3 separate regions of the Mus musculus genome follow, and regions 2 and 3 are each linked to region 1. The links are chromatin contacts, called in public Hi-C and promoter capture Hi-C maps. All regions are on one chromosome and are shown on one strand. Each heading gives the region's core, a stretch centred on a gene start, on an enhancer-like site or on the middle of the called end of the contact. The rest is flanking DNA. Distances are from core to core; before and after follow the strand shown. Region 1 holds the start of Cd33 (CD33 antigen). Region 2 holds the start of Siglece (sialic acid binding Ig-like lectin E). Region 3 holds the start of Ceacam18 (carcinoembryonic antigen-related cell adhesion molecule 18).

Evidence for each region. Promoter capture Hi-C pulls out the DNA fragments that hold promoters and counts their contacts. A called contact is a pair of places that touch in the nucleus more often than the background predicts.
Region 2: a Hi-C map of erythroblasts shows a contact between it and region 1, with 4 times the contacts expected there. The contact joins the promoter of Siglece here to the promoter of Cd33 in region 1. A contact is called at or near these places in 15 of 39 promoter capture datasets (the C10 cell line, the HPC-7 cell line, HPC-7-derived erythroid cells and 11 more), 1 of 15 datasets of contacts at CTCF or cohesin (pro-B cells), 23 of 484 Hi-C or Micro-C datasets (B cells, ECoMG myeloid progenitors, ECoMG-derived neutrophils and 15 more), 13 of 115 datasets of contacts at active chromatin or transcription factors (the 230-238 cell line, the HPC-7 cell line, bone marrow-derived macrophages and 5 more) and 5 of 9 other capture datasets (adipose tissue, bone marrow-derived macrophages, liver and 2 more).
Region 3: a promoter capture Hi-C map of neutrophils shows a contact between it and region 1. The contact joins the promoter of Ceacam18 here to the promoter of Cd33 in region 1. A contact is called at or near these places in 8 of 39 promoter capture datasets (the HPC-7 cell line, cranial neural crest, hematopoietic stem and progenitor cells and 5 more), 1 of 15 datasets of contacts at CTCF or cohesin (the NIH/3T3 cell line), 4 of 484 Hi-C or Micro-C datasets (embryonic stem cells, granulocyte-monocyte progenitors, nephron progenitors and 1 more), 1 of 115 datasets of contacts at active chromatin or transcription factors (microglia) and 4 of 9 other capture datasets (adipose tissue, bone marrow-derived macrophages, liver and 1 more).

Annotation. Positions count from the first base shown.
Region 1 is chr7:43,531,203-43,534,944 of GRCm38.p6, forward strand. Cd33 (CD33 antigen) reads right to left here and starts at 1,969. Exons shown (of 6, transcript NM_021293.3): 1 at 1,856-1,969; 2 at 1,400-1,780; 3 at 836-1,114. The coding sequence starts at 1,892.
Region 2 is chr7:43,658,537-43,662,278 of GRCm38.p6, forward strand. Siglece (sialic acid binding Ig-like lectin E) reads right to left here and starts at 1,625. Exons shown (of 7, transcript NM_031181.2): 1 at 1,158-1,625; 2 at 674-952; 3 at 437-484. The coding sequence starts at 1,596.
Region 3 is chr7:43,632,675-43,636,416 of GRCm38.p6, forward strand. Ceacam18 (carcinoembryonic antigen-related cell adhesion molecule 18) reads left to right here and starts at 2,065. Exons shown (of 6, transcript NM_028236.1): 1 at 2,065-2,141. The coding sequence starts at 2,090.

The DNA of each region.
Region 1 (3,742 bases), core at 719-3,218:
ATAGTGTGCTCCTTATTATATGGCAGTTGTTAGTGATGATAACACTGTATAGATAAATCTACTAATGAAGTTAAATTAATACTGTATAGATTATATACTGATGAAGTTAATACTGAATGAATTTATGTAAAGTAAAATTATAGGTGTAAAAACAACCATGGAATTCCAAAGTCCCCCTGACAGCAGAACTCCACAGCACTTCTCAGAGGCTGGAGTGTGGCTTAGGGCTCATCCCAGGATCAGTTGCTAGCACCAAAACCCAAACAAGATATAAAGGTTTTGCCCTGAACTCCATAGGTGAGGACCGACCACTTCATCCCTATCCATGAGAAAGGCACCTTTCTCCACACTTTCCTTAAGACCTGTTTATCATTAACTGTTAGATTCAGATATGGGACCCAGCTGTATTTGAGCAGTAGCCAAAAGTCCATGTCCAGAAATGGTCCAAAGGATTGAGGAGTTTGTGGGCTCAGGTGTAATGTAGGCTGTGGATGGGGAGGGGGTCGCTGATTCTGTAGCAAAGAGTGTCTCCGGTGTGAAGAGAGGTGGTCTGTGGGCTAAGCTCAAGAGTCCCTGCTCTCCCACTCCATGACAACTCTCCCCACCTGTGCATGAAACTAGGGATTCTGTACAGATGTTTTAGAGAAAAAGTTTGCATGTTGAGTTGAGCTGAGGACAAGGCAAGACAGGAGTTCCCATAACTAGTCAAGACATCATAGTCAGAAAGACTGGGCCTGTGTGTTTCCAGGACTCACAAATAGTCAGGCCATCAAGACACAGCTACCATGAACCCCTGCCTTAAACTCAGAGCCTTGTTTCCTGACGCAACACTCACGGGTAACATTGAGCTGGATGGTCCTTTCCACAGTGACACCTGCTCCAGAGAAGGTCACCAAGCAGGTGAGTTTGGTACCATGGTCCTGAGGCTGAGGTGTGAACGTCAGCACGGAGGAGTCTGTGGTTCGGGAACTCAAGGAGGTGAGGGCAGTTGACATCCAGGAGAAAGTAGGGGGTGTCCCCTGCTCACAAGCCCAGGGCACAGAGCAGGTGAGATTGCTAGGATAGCCAGCCTCCAGGGTCCCCGGGATTATAATGTCAGGAGTCCGTGATAGAGCTGAGGGAAGAAGGGAAAGAGACAGACACACAGACACACAGACAGAAAGGCAGAGATATAAGCAATTGTAGATACTCAAAAACTCCCTGGACAGCAGACTCTCCCTCAGGACAACCATCTTCCTTCACACAGCCCAGCATCTGTGTGAGGGATCTACCAAGGATGAGGTACAAGTCTTCCAACACACACACACACACACACACACACACACACACACACACACACACACACACACACTGGGCCTTGTGGCCTCTTAAGATACTATCAGGTGACTTCATTGCTTACAGGTCACATGCAGTGACAGCTGGCTTTTTTTGTAAGAATATCTCACAAAAGGTTCTCTGACCACTCTGAAGAAGTACATTCCTGTGTCATTTTTCTGTGCATCTCTGATGAACAGGGAACAGTCATGTTTCTGTGGGTCCCCAAGGAGTTGGAATCTGCCCTGTGTTGCCTTCTGCACTAGTTGTCTGGGGTCACTTGTGGCCACTGGAGAGTCTTCATGGAGACTGACCCCTTTCCGGAGCCAGGAGCCGGTCACAGGTCCTAAAGTGAGCTTAATGGAGGGGTAGAAAACACTGCAGGGCACATGGACACATAGGCCCTCCTCGACTGTCACTGACTCGGGCGCCACCAGCTGGAATTCTAAATCCTGAGCCAGGGAGCCTGCAAAGAAATGAGAGGTATCTTGGTTCTGTCCCACCAGCCGCTATTCAAGACCCCCACCCCCGCAACACTTACCTGCACACAGCAAGAACAGCGGCAGTGGCCACAGCATAGCACAGTGAATGGTCCTAGGTTCCTACAAGTAAAAGGGGAAGGAAGGTTGGGTGGTTGACGCTTCCTGTCATGGGTGAGAGTCGAAGACTATGGTGTCACAGGACTGAGAAGAAATCTCACTGGAACCCCAGTAATAAAGTCAGGCAGAGAGTAATTGACCACAGAGAAGGAACTTTCCACACATATGCTATTGGAGCTGTCACAGAACTTGAAGATTAAACACTTCCACTTTCCACATGTTGGGCTACACTCACTGAGAAGAACCCACCTCCGGCTCCCGTCTCTTCTTTGTGGCTTCCTCCCATTCCACTGTCACCATCAGAAAATTAGATGCTGTCTGAAAATCCACAGCTTCTGAATGTGCTCAAAAGTCAGTCTGGCAGAGGCAGGGCTCAAGGGGTTAACAGAGGAACCTTGAGGAATAAGGAACAAGGTACTTCAGGGCACATGGACACACAGGCCTTCCTCAACTGTCACCGACTCGGGCACCACCAGCTGGAATCTTGGCTCTTGATCCAGGGACCCTACAAAGAAATGAGGGGGGTGAATTCCTGTAGGGTGAAGTATGAGGGAATGAATAAATGAATGAAGGAATGAATAAATGAATGAGTATGTGGCAGAAGCACATCATGAGAGGTTCCTCTTTGCTGGAAAACTGTAAGGAAAGACTAAGAAGTTCTATATGGAATTAACTAAGACTCTAGCTGCCCTAGGGAGGGATAAAGGAACTGGTTGGAACTTTGACTACCCTGTGTATCTAGCAAGTGGGTTTTCAGGAATAAGTGGATAGAATGGGAGGAACAAATTCCATTGGCTTTGTAAAATGTGGCCCCCCCAGCTTGACCTTCCTAATGTACTTACTTTCTTTCCTCAGTTGTCCCTGGTGTGGACCACACAGAGCGGGTTATACAGACCAGCAAGTGGAGAAAACATCCAGAAGACACTGGAGAGAATTATTTAGGGTTTCAGAGGCAGATGTCCTTGTCTGTGTTCCTTCTGTGGCTCATTGTTAAGCAGAGAGATTATAGTCCCTGTTTTACGGTTTCTGTCTCTGTGGTAAAATACCATAAGTGTGGTTGTTTGAATAAGAATGCCCCCCCCTCTGTGTAGTCTCATATATTTGAATACTTGGCCATCAGGAGGTGGCACTAGTTGAGAGGGATTAGGAGGTGTGGCCTTGTTGGAGGAAGTGTGTCACTGGAGGTGGACTTTGAGGTTTCAAACGCTCAAGCCAGGCCTAGGGTCACTCTCTTTTCCTGCTGACTGTGGGTCTGGATGTAGAACTCTCAGCTACTTCTCCAGTGCCATGTCTACTTGCATGCTTCACACTATGATAAAAAAAAATGGACTAAACCTTTGAAATGGTAAGAACGTCCCAATTAAATGCTTTCTTTTATAAGAGTTGCCATGGTCATGGCGTCTCTTCACAGCAATAGAACACTGGCTAGGACAAAAGTTGGTACTAAGAATCAGGTATTGGTGTGACAGGTCTGACCATACTGCTTGTTGGTGGAATGTGGACTTCAGGATGTTACTAGAAAGGCAGTTGAACAATTTAATGGGGTTTAGTGGGCCATACTGGTAGCAGCAGGGACAAGAGTGGTACTGAGAGCAATGTAAACTATGATGGCCTTGCTCAAGAGGTTTCAGAGGAGAAAAAACATTATTAACTGGCCTAAAGACTGTTCTTGTGATATTTTGAAGAAGAATGTGGCTGCTGCTTGCTGGGGTTGGAACATGGAGCCCTTATTGAAATACATTTTTCACCAGATTTATGTTTTCAGTGGTTTTCTTAACTGCCCAAGCTTGGTTGGCCTTGAACTCAGAGACAGGCCAACTTATGCCTCC
Region 2 (3,742 bases), core at 375-2,874, 130 kb after region 1:
TCAGGTAGACAAGCCCAGGCTCACAGCCTATGTGGACAGGACACTGGTCACTTATAGACTGGACACTGAGCTTCTGAAAACAGAGCACTGTATGCGTTCTGAGTGTCTAACTGTGTAGCTATGTCTCTTTGCACAAGAACTCAGAGCATAGCTACTGGGGAAATGCAGGTAGATCCATAAATGGGGAGAAGGTCCTGGACGGTGTGGCTCTGCTGTATGCTTGTCACTCTGTACCTGTGGTGGTCAAGGGGCATTGCACATCTGGGAAAGTGTGGGGTTGATATTGATCGGTGCAAACTCCTAGGAGTTTCAGGGGAGTTGATCCAGTGGTTTCCCAACAAGGAACCTCTTGTCTCCAGGGTGAGCCCAGTGTGAGGCAGAATCAGCCTTCCTGAACAGAAGAGATGCTATATCCCCCACCCAGGATGGTACCTACCTGAGTCAGCTCCTTGATAGATGGTCACAGTCAGATTCTTTGGAGCATCTAAGAGAGAATGACACAGTGAACTCATCAACCACCCTCTGTCCCCAGCAGGTGCCTAGGTGGGTATGGCAGGGGGCCGTCATCCTGACAAGCACCCTTATCAGGATTTTAGGACCTAGTGGCCAGACCCTGACCCCACCTGGGGGACCACTTTGTACTAGAAAAACAGGCATCCCAGCCCAGCCTCACATGACACGTTGAGACGGATGGTCATTCTTGTGGACACATTAGTTCCAGGCAGGGTCACCTGACAAGTGAGGTTGGTGCCATGGTCCTGAGGCTGAGGGGTGATGGTTAGCACTGAGGAACCCGTAGTGTTGGTGCTCAAAAATGACACAGAGGTACCAGTCCAGGAGAAGATGGGAGGTGCCGTCCACCCACAGTCCCAAGGCACAGAGCAGGTCAGGTTGCTGGGATGGCCAGCTTCAAGCGTCTCCGGGAGAAGAATTTGGGGGGTGTTAGTGAGGGCTGGTGAGGAAAGGGGAGAAATGGAGCATCAGGATGGGATCAGGTGCAGCTTCAGAGGAAGCCCCGGCTCTGATCCAGCTCCTCCCCTGAGCCCTGATGCTCAAACCCAGCTGCTCCCAGGACAGAGTTCTATCCCAGCCCTGCCCTGAGGCATGATCTCGTACACTGCTCCCAACCCATGGCATCTTTGCAGACCATGTCTGACCTGTTACAACCAGAGTCATCTTGTCCCACATGTAATTATACTTTGTTTTTCCACGCTCCAGGCGAAAGAAGTATAACCCCGCATCCTTCTTTCTGATCTCTCTGATGTTCAGGGAGCAGTCATTCCTCCAAGGGTCTCCGAGCAGGAAGAATCGATTCCGGGTTTCCTTCACTGCTTTACGAATTGGGTTATTTGTGGCCACGATGGAATCTTTGCGTCTGTCGGTTCCTTCCCTGTACCAGAATCCATGAACTGGGTCTGAGTCAGTCCAGTCAGTCAACCTCTTCTTGAGATAGGAGAAGTTACAGGGCACAAGGACACACAGGCCCTCCTGCACCACCACCTTCCTTTCCACATTCAGGGTGAAAACCTCTTGGGGGTTCTGACCCTCCACACCCTTTATCCCCCAGAGCAGCAGCAGCAGCAGCAACAGCAGCATGTCCAGCTAAAACTGTCTCTCCAGGCTCTGCTTTGAGGAACTAAGAGATGCAAGGCCCTGAGGAAGCCCCAGCGGAAGCAGGGGTGAGGCCAGGAAAGTGGCTGCCTCAGGAGGAAGAGCTTCAGACCCAGGCACTGTCAGGACCCTTGAGTATCAGCTACTTACCACCCAGACCTACTCCTGAGACCAAAGATGGCCTCTCCCACATTCACCAGTTCAGGGCCTGACCACCTCTCCTCCTTCTCTACTAACCTTGGCCTTTGAGTGACATTTTTTGCCCAGTGAAAATGCATTTGCTCCCTCCAGAGCCCCCAGAGCTTCCCCTGAGGCTGATGATATTGGTGGAGTTGGGGATGGTTCTAGGGCATAGGGAAGAAGGGGAACTGGGAGGTACAGGCTGGGAAGCATCCCTCCTTCCTTTAGCAGCTTGTCCTGGCTGCCCACCCTCTCTGCACAATGACCCGAGGCTTGTTCCCAAAGCTCCACTGTCCAATTAGGAGATGGATCTCAGGCCCCTCGAGTATCTCACAGCCAGAGATTCAGTAGTGGTAGCAAAGACTGAATGGCTAGTTGCTATAGAGGGGTTTATATAGACATAATGTTACTGTGCAGTGTGTAAAGATTGTCATTGTATTGTTCAAATGCTGATTTCTGTGCCCCCATATCAGGTTGCAAAACATTGCTACCCAATTATTCCCTGATTGGTCAATAAAGAAGCTGATCAGTCAATGACTGAGTCGGGGAGAAAATAGGACTGGACTTCCTCCCAGCTAGGGACAGGGAGACAGAGAAAGGAAGTGGGGGTTCACCACGAGGAGACAGTCCAGGAGACATGCAGAAAGACCTGGAGCCCAGGGAGCAGATCAGTACTAAAATGCAAGTATAACTGGGGCATAGCCGGATTAATTTAGAGGATTATAATAGACTGGTACTGCTCAATTGTTTTGCCCTTAAAGCTTGTTAAATCAATATAATAGTCCGATCTCAATTATTTAGGAGTTAGTTGGATTAAGAGTAAAACTGCAACAAACACTTTACATATTGCCACTGTCTTAGTCAGGGTTTCTATTCCTGCACAAACATCACGACCAAGAAGCAAGTTGGGGAGGAAAGGGTTTATTCGGCTTACACTTCCACACTGCTGCTCATCCCCAAAGGAAGTCAGGACTGGAACTCAAGCAGGTCAGGAAGCAGGAGCTGATGCAGGGGCCATGGAGGGATGATATTTATTGGCTTGCTTCCCCTGGCATGCTCAACTTGCTTTCTTATAGAACCCAAGACTACCATCCCAGGGATGGCACCACCCACAATGGGCCCTCCCCACTTGATCACTAATTGAGAAAATGCCCCACAGCTGGATCTCATGGAGGCACTTCCCCAACTGACGCTTCTTTCTCTGTGATAACTCCAGCCTGTGTCAAGTTGATACACAAAACCAGCCAGTACAACTAACAGGTGGAGATTAACATTCTTCCCACTAAAACCTATCAAGGGAACTGAACATATAGCTAGCTTGGTAGAGTGTTTGTTTCATATACACAGAGCTCTAGGTTCCATCTCCTGCACCACATAGGTTGTGTGTGGTAGTATGTGCCTTCCAACTTGGCACTTAGGAATAGGAGGCAAGAGGGTCAGAAGTCCAATGTCAATTTTGGTTGGTTACATAGTGAGTTTCAGCTCAGCCTTGGCTTCAGCAGACCCAGGCTCAAAACATATAAGTCAAAACAAACACAGCACAAGCCAAAATACAGCAAGGTTACAGAGGGGAGTCTCACTCACAGTAGATCAGGGGATAAGGAGGCTGAAATTTTGTACTGAAACTTGGTAGAGAGAAGATTGTCAAATGGAAGTCTAATGTAGCTGATCTAGCGAGAGAGGAGACATTTTAAAGAGATGCTGTGCCTTCCATTTGCTATCACATTTTTTGGGGGGGATAAAAGGCTCCAAAGAGTTAAACTTTCCACAGGAGTACCATGCTGAAGTAAGAGAAATGCTAAAGTCCAGATGATACCCACAGGCTGAACTCAAAACCCAGGAAGAATCCACACCGTTTTGACAAAACTTACTGGAACACCTTGTGAGCCAAACAAGGATCTGCCAAAGATGGGCTGTATCAAACCATTAGCAGGACTCCTTTGTTTGCTTG
Region 3 (3,742 bases), core at 815-3,314, 100 kb after region 1:
CAACACTCTAACATTAGGTAAGAGAGAAAGAAAGGACAAAAGCATAGAGAAGGAAGCATCACTTTCTCTACCACTCAATTAGACATCACTTTCAAACATGAGTGCTTCCTTCTACAACCTAACTTAACCTTCATTGTTTGGGATTAAAGGTGTGTGTACTAAGGGTGTGTCTGTTCCAGGCAGAGGGATTAAAAGTAGGTGCTAAGGGCGGAGCCACACCACAACTAGAAACAGGTGTTTTCAGTAAATAACACAATCTTGGGGTCCACAGTATGATCAAATATCCTGCAACAGCTCTACATCTCACACCCAGGATTAAAGCAAAAACATATAATATTTCTCTTTTTTTAAAGAAACCAAAATTCCAGAATTCTCACTACAGTGTGTGCCACCACACCAGGCTCTATTTTTTTTTAATGACCTGAATATTTGAGTTCCTCTAAAATATGTTGTATTCTTAACTTCCATGATGATGGCACTAAGAGGCGAGAGCCTCCAGAAGGTAGAATCTCAGTGTTGAATTAGTGTCCTTATGAAAGATTCCACTGAGAAGGTGCTCTCTTATGAGCCAGGAAGAGGAGTCTGTTGGTCCATGGTTCTGCACACCACAGGAGCAATGTCGTGGCTCTGCTTCATTCACTGCAGTGTAAACATCTGCCCTTGAGTTTGATGATGGTAGGTAAGAGATTGGCTCAGCTAATTTGGGACACCTGAGTGCAACAGTTAACTCTGTATGCCAGTGTGAACGTGTTTGGATGAAACATGTCTGGGTGTGACCATGAGAGTATTTCCAGATATCAGTGTTTGAATGGAAGACCTTGCCCTGGGGAGGATGGTGGTGTTTTTGTTCTTTTGATGAGAAACTATAGATATAGTTAGAGATGGTAACACATAGCTGTGATCCCCGAATCCAGGAAGTAGAAACAAGGTACTCACAAGTTTCAGGGTAGACAAGGCTATCATAGGAGATCCTGTCTCCATAATCTGTGCATGTGGCTCGGCAGTAGAGACAGACATCTACAGGTAAGTTACATCCAGTAGTTTTCCCTGCAGTTAAGGGTGCCGCCATGAGATACAGGCAGAAGTGTTGTGAGCCACTGTCAGAAAGTGTCCCTCACTCGGGGGTTCTTCCTGAGACTTCCTACTTCCTGCTCGGTGATGCGGGGACAAAGCATCAGCTGCCATCTTGGGTCAGGAGGTGGGAGACAGGAGCATCACAGAGTAAGAGGGTAGAGGAGCCTGGGAAATTGTCAAAATCACCTAGGACTTAACCCCACTAGACACACAGAGAGAGCACTGTCTGCTCCCTTCTTTTAAAGGGAGAAAACCCATCCTAAAGTGATTTATTGCCAGATGTGTCTCGTGTGTGTGTGCGGCTTCATGAAGTTTCACTTGAATGGAGTTAGTACAGGTCTTTAAAAATGACCCAGTGAAGAACATGAGGGAGTGTGTCATGGGGAATTATTCTGTAGAAAGAGCATAGTCATAAACCGAGACAAAGCAATTAAAAGATTAATCACAGCCCTGAACACGAATGCCAGCTAAAATGGAAAGGAGACATAGGTTAAAATGTAATGGTCTTTTGCTGTCAAACTCCTTGCCACCAAACCTGATGACCTGAGTTTAATCCCTAGGACCCACATACTCCTTCATATCCTCTAACCTTACACGTGTGTGTCACACACACACACACAAATGCTGTTTGTGGTTGGGAATATAGCTCAATGGTAGAGCCTTTGCCTAGCATGCAAAGTCCTGTGTTCAATCCCCAGTACTGGAGGAAAAAAATTAAACAACCAAAAGACACATGATGCTCTTGTCTTTGTAACTGCTTTTTAGTATTTCCCAGTTTTTGAAAACTAGCAAGAAGCTGGTGTTGTTTGTGTCATAGTCATAAAAACATTAATAGGTATAAAAATGAGATAAGCAAAAGCTGGAAGATGACATAGAGCTATAAAGATAAGACGTGCAGCCGTAGGTCTGCCCTCACTGCCGGGCAGAGTCCTTTCTAGGAGGAGCCACACGAAGAGGGGAGGGCAGGGCAGGGACATTGCAGAACCTGCCGAGCTCTGGAGGACCCAAGAAGTCCATGGACTTTTCTAGGCCTAGCTTTAGCCCCTGGAGGTGGCTCACCCTTGTGGGTAAGAGGGGAGAAAATCTGCTTTCTGAGCCTAGGGGGGAGGGGAGAAGCTCGGAAGGAGCAGGAAACAGATCTGTTGAGGCATAACTCAGAAGCTTTATGATGGAAGCAGCAGGAAGAGGGTTGGAGCCAGGTCCCTCACCAGGACTCTCATGAGCACATACATCTAGGGTATATCTCACACCCATAGAGACATAGACAGATGAGACACACAGACTCAGACATATGCATATAATACACACAACCACAGCAAGAACACACACACACAGAAACAGAGACAGATGAGACACACAGACTCAGACATATGCATACATACAACCACAGCAAGAACACACACACACACACACACACACACACACACACACACACACACACACACACACACATCTACCTGCCATGTAAAGTGGTAAACTTGGACCCCTACCTCCCTGCAACCACTTTGTGTTCCTTAGGCTTCCCCTAGCTATCTGGATTCTCTTCCTGTCCAGCCTGGGTCTCTTTCTAATCCCCTTCTTCTTCAGGACTCTTTATGCTCCCTGATACTCACAGCTACTGTGATGTGCTAGGAGGCACAGATACTGGTCTTGAATATGTCAGTGTTCGCCCTGCAGTATGGAGTGGGATCTCAGGTACCTTTACCTCCCCCATAGTCAAACCTCAGGCATTACAGAGTAGGGGATACCAGTTTGTGTCTAAGGTGGTGGCAAGTCCTACCCTATCCACATCCACTTCAATGAATTCATATCTGCAGACTGTGCCAGACAGTCTGAGAGGGGCTTCCCTGCATTTATTCCCCAGATAGTCATGAAAGCTATATACCCAGTGTTAACTGGCACAGCCAAGCCCTGCCTGCCTGGACCTCACAGGTCTGCCCTCAAACTAAATGTCTAAGTAGTCAAGGCTAGGGTAAGGGGATCCTACGATGCTAGGAAGCCCAGAAGAGACACCTGGCCCAGGCTGGTCAGGAGACATCAGAGCTAAGGATGAAGGAGAAATGAGTTCTCAGGTAGACTGCAAATGGGGAGAGTGGAGCAGAGATCTGTGTATGGAGATGGGGACCAGCATACACAGAAGGTTACGGAACTGAGGAAAGCAAGGTCACATCTTGTGTTTTATTGAGATGCACATGTCTATTGTGTGAAGGATGGATTGGGGAGGCCAGTAGCAAAGGGAAGTGGGTGGGGCTGAGAAGATAAGAAGAGAGTGGATAAGACAAGGACTTGGGACTGGGGGGAAATCAGTCCTCAACTGGAAACTCAATGTATTTTATTCTAGGTATATGTATGTGTGTGCTTGAGTGTATCTGTGTTCACCACATGTATGCATGTACCTGTGGGGGCCAGAAAAGGGCACCAAAGACCCCGGGGCTGGAGTTACAATTGTTGTAAGCCACCCACTCTGGTGCTGGGGGCCAAAGCCAGGTCCTCTGCCAGAGCAGTGAGTGCTCTTAACCACTAAGCCAGCTCTAGAGCCAGCTGTACTGGGACTTCTTCATTTACAGTATGAGTTACTTTGGACAGGAACTGGAGAGGGAGGATTTGCTGGCTCATGGTTCATTCTAGTGGATTGGGGTGGGAGTGAGGCATGATGAAACAGTTCAGC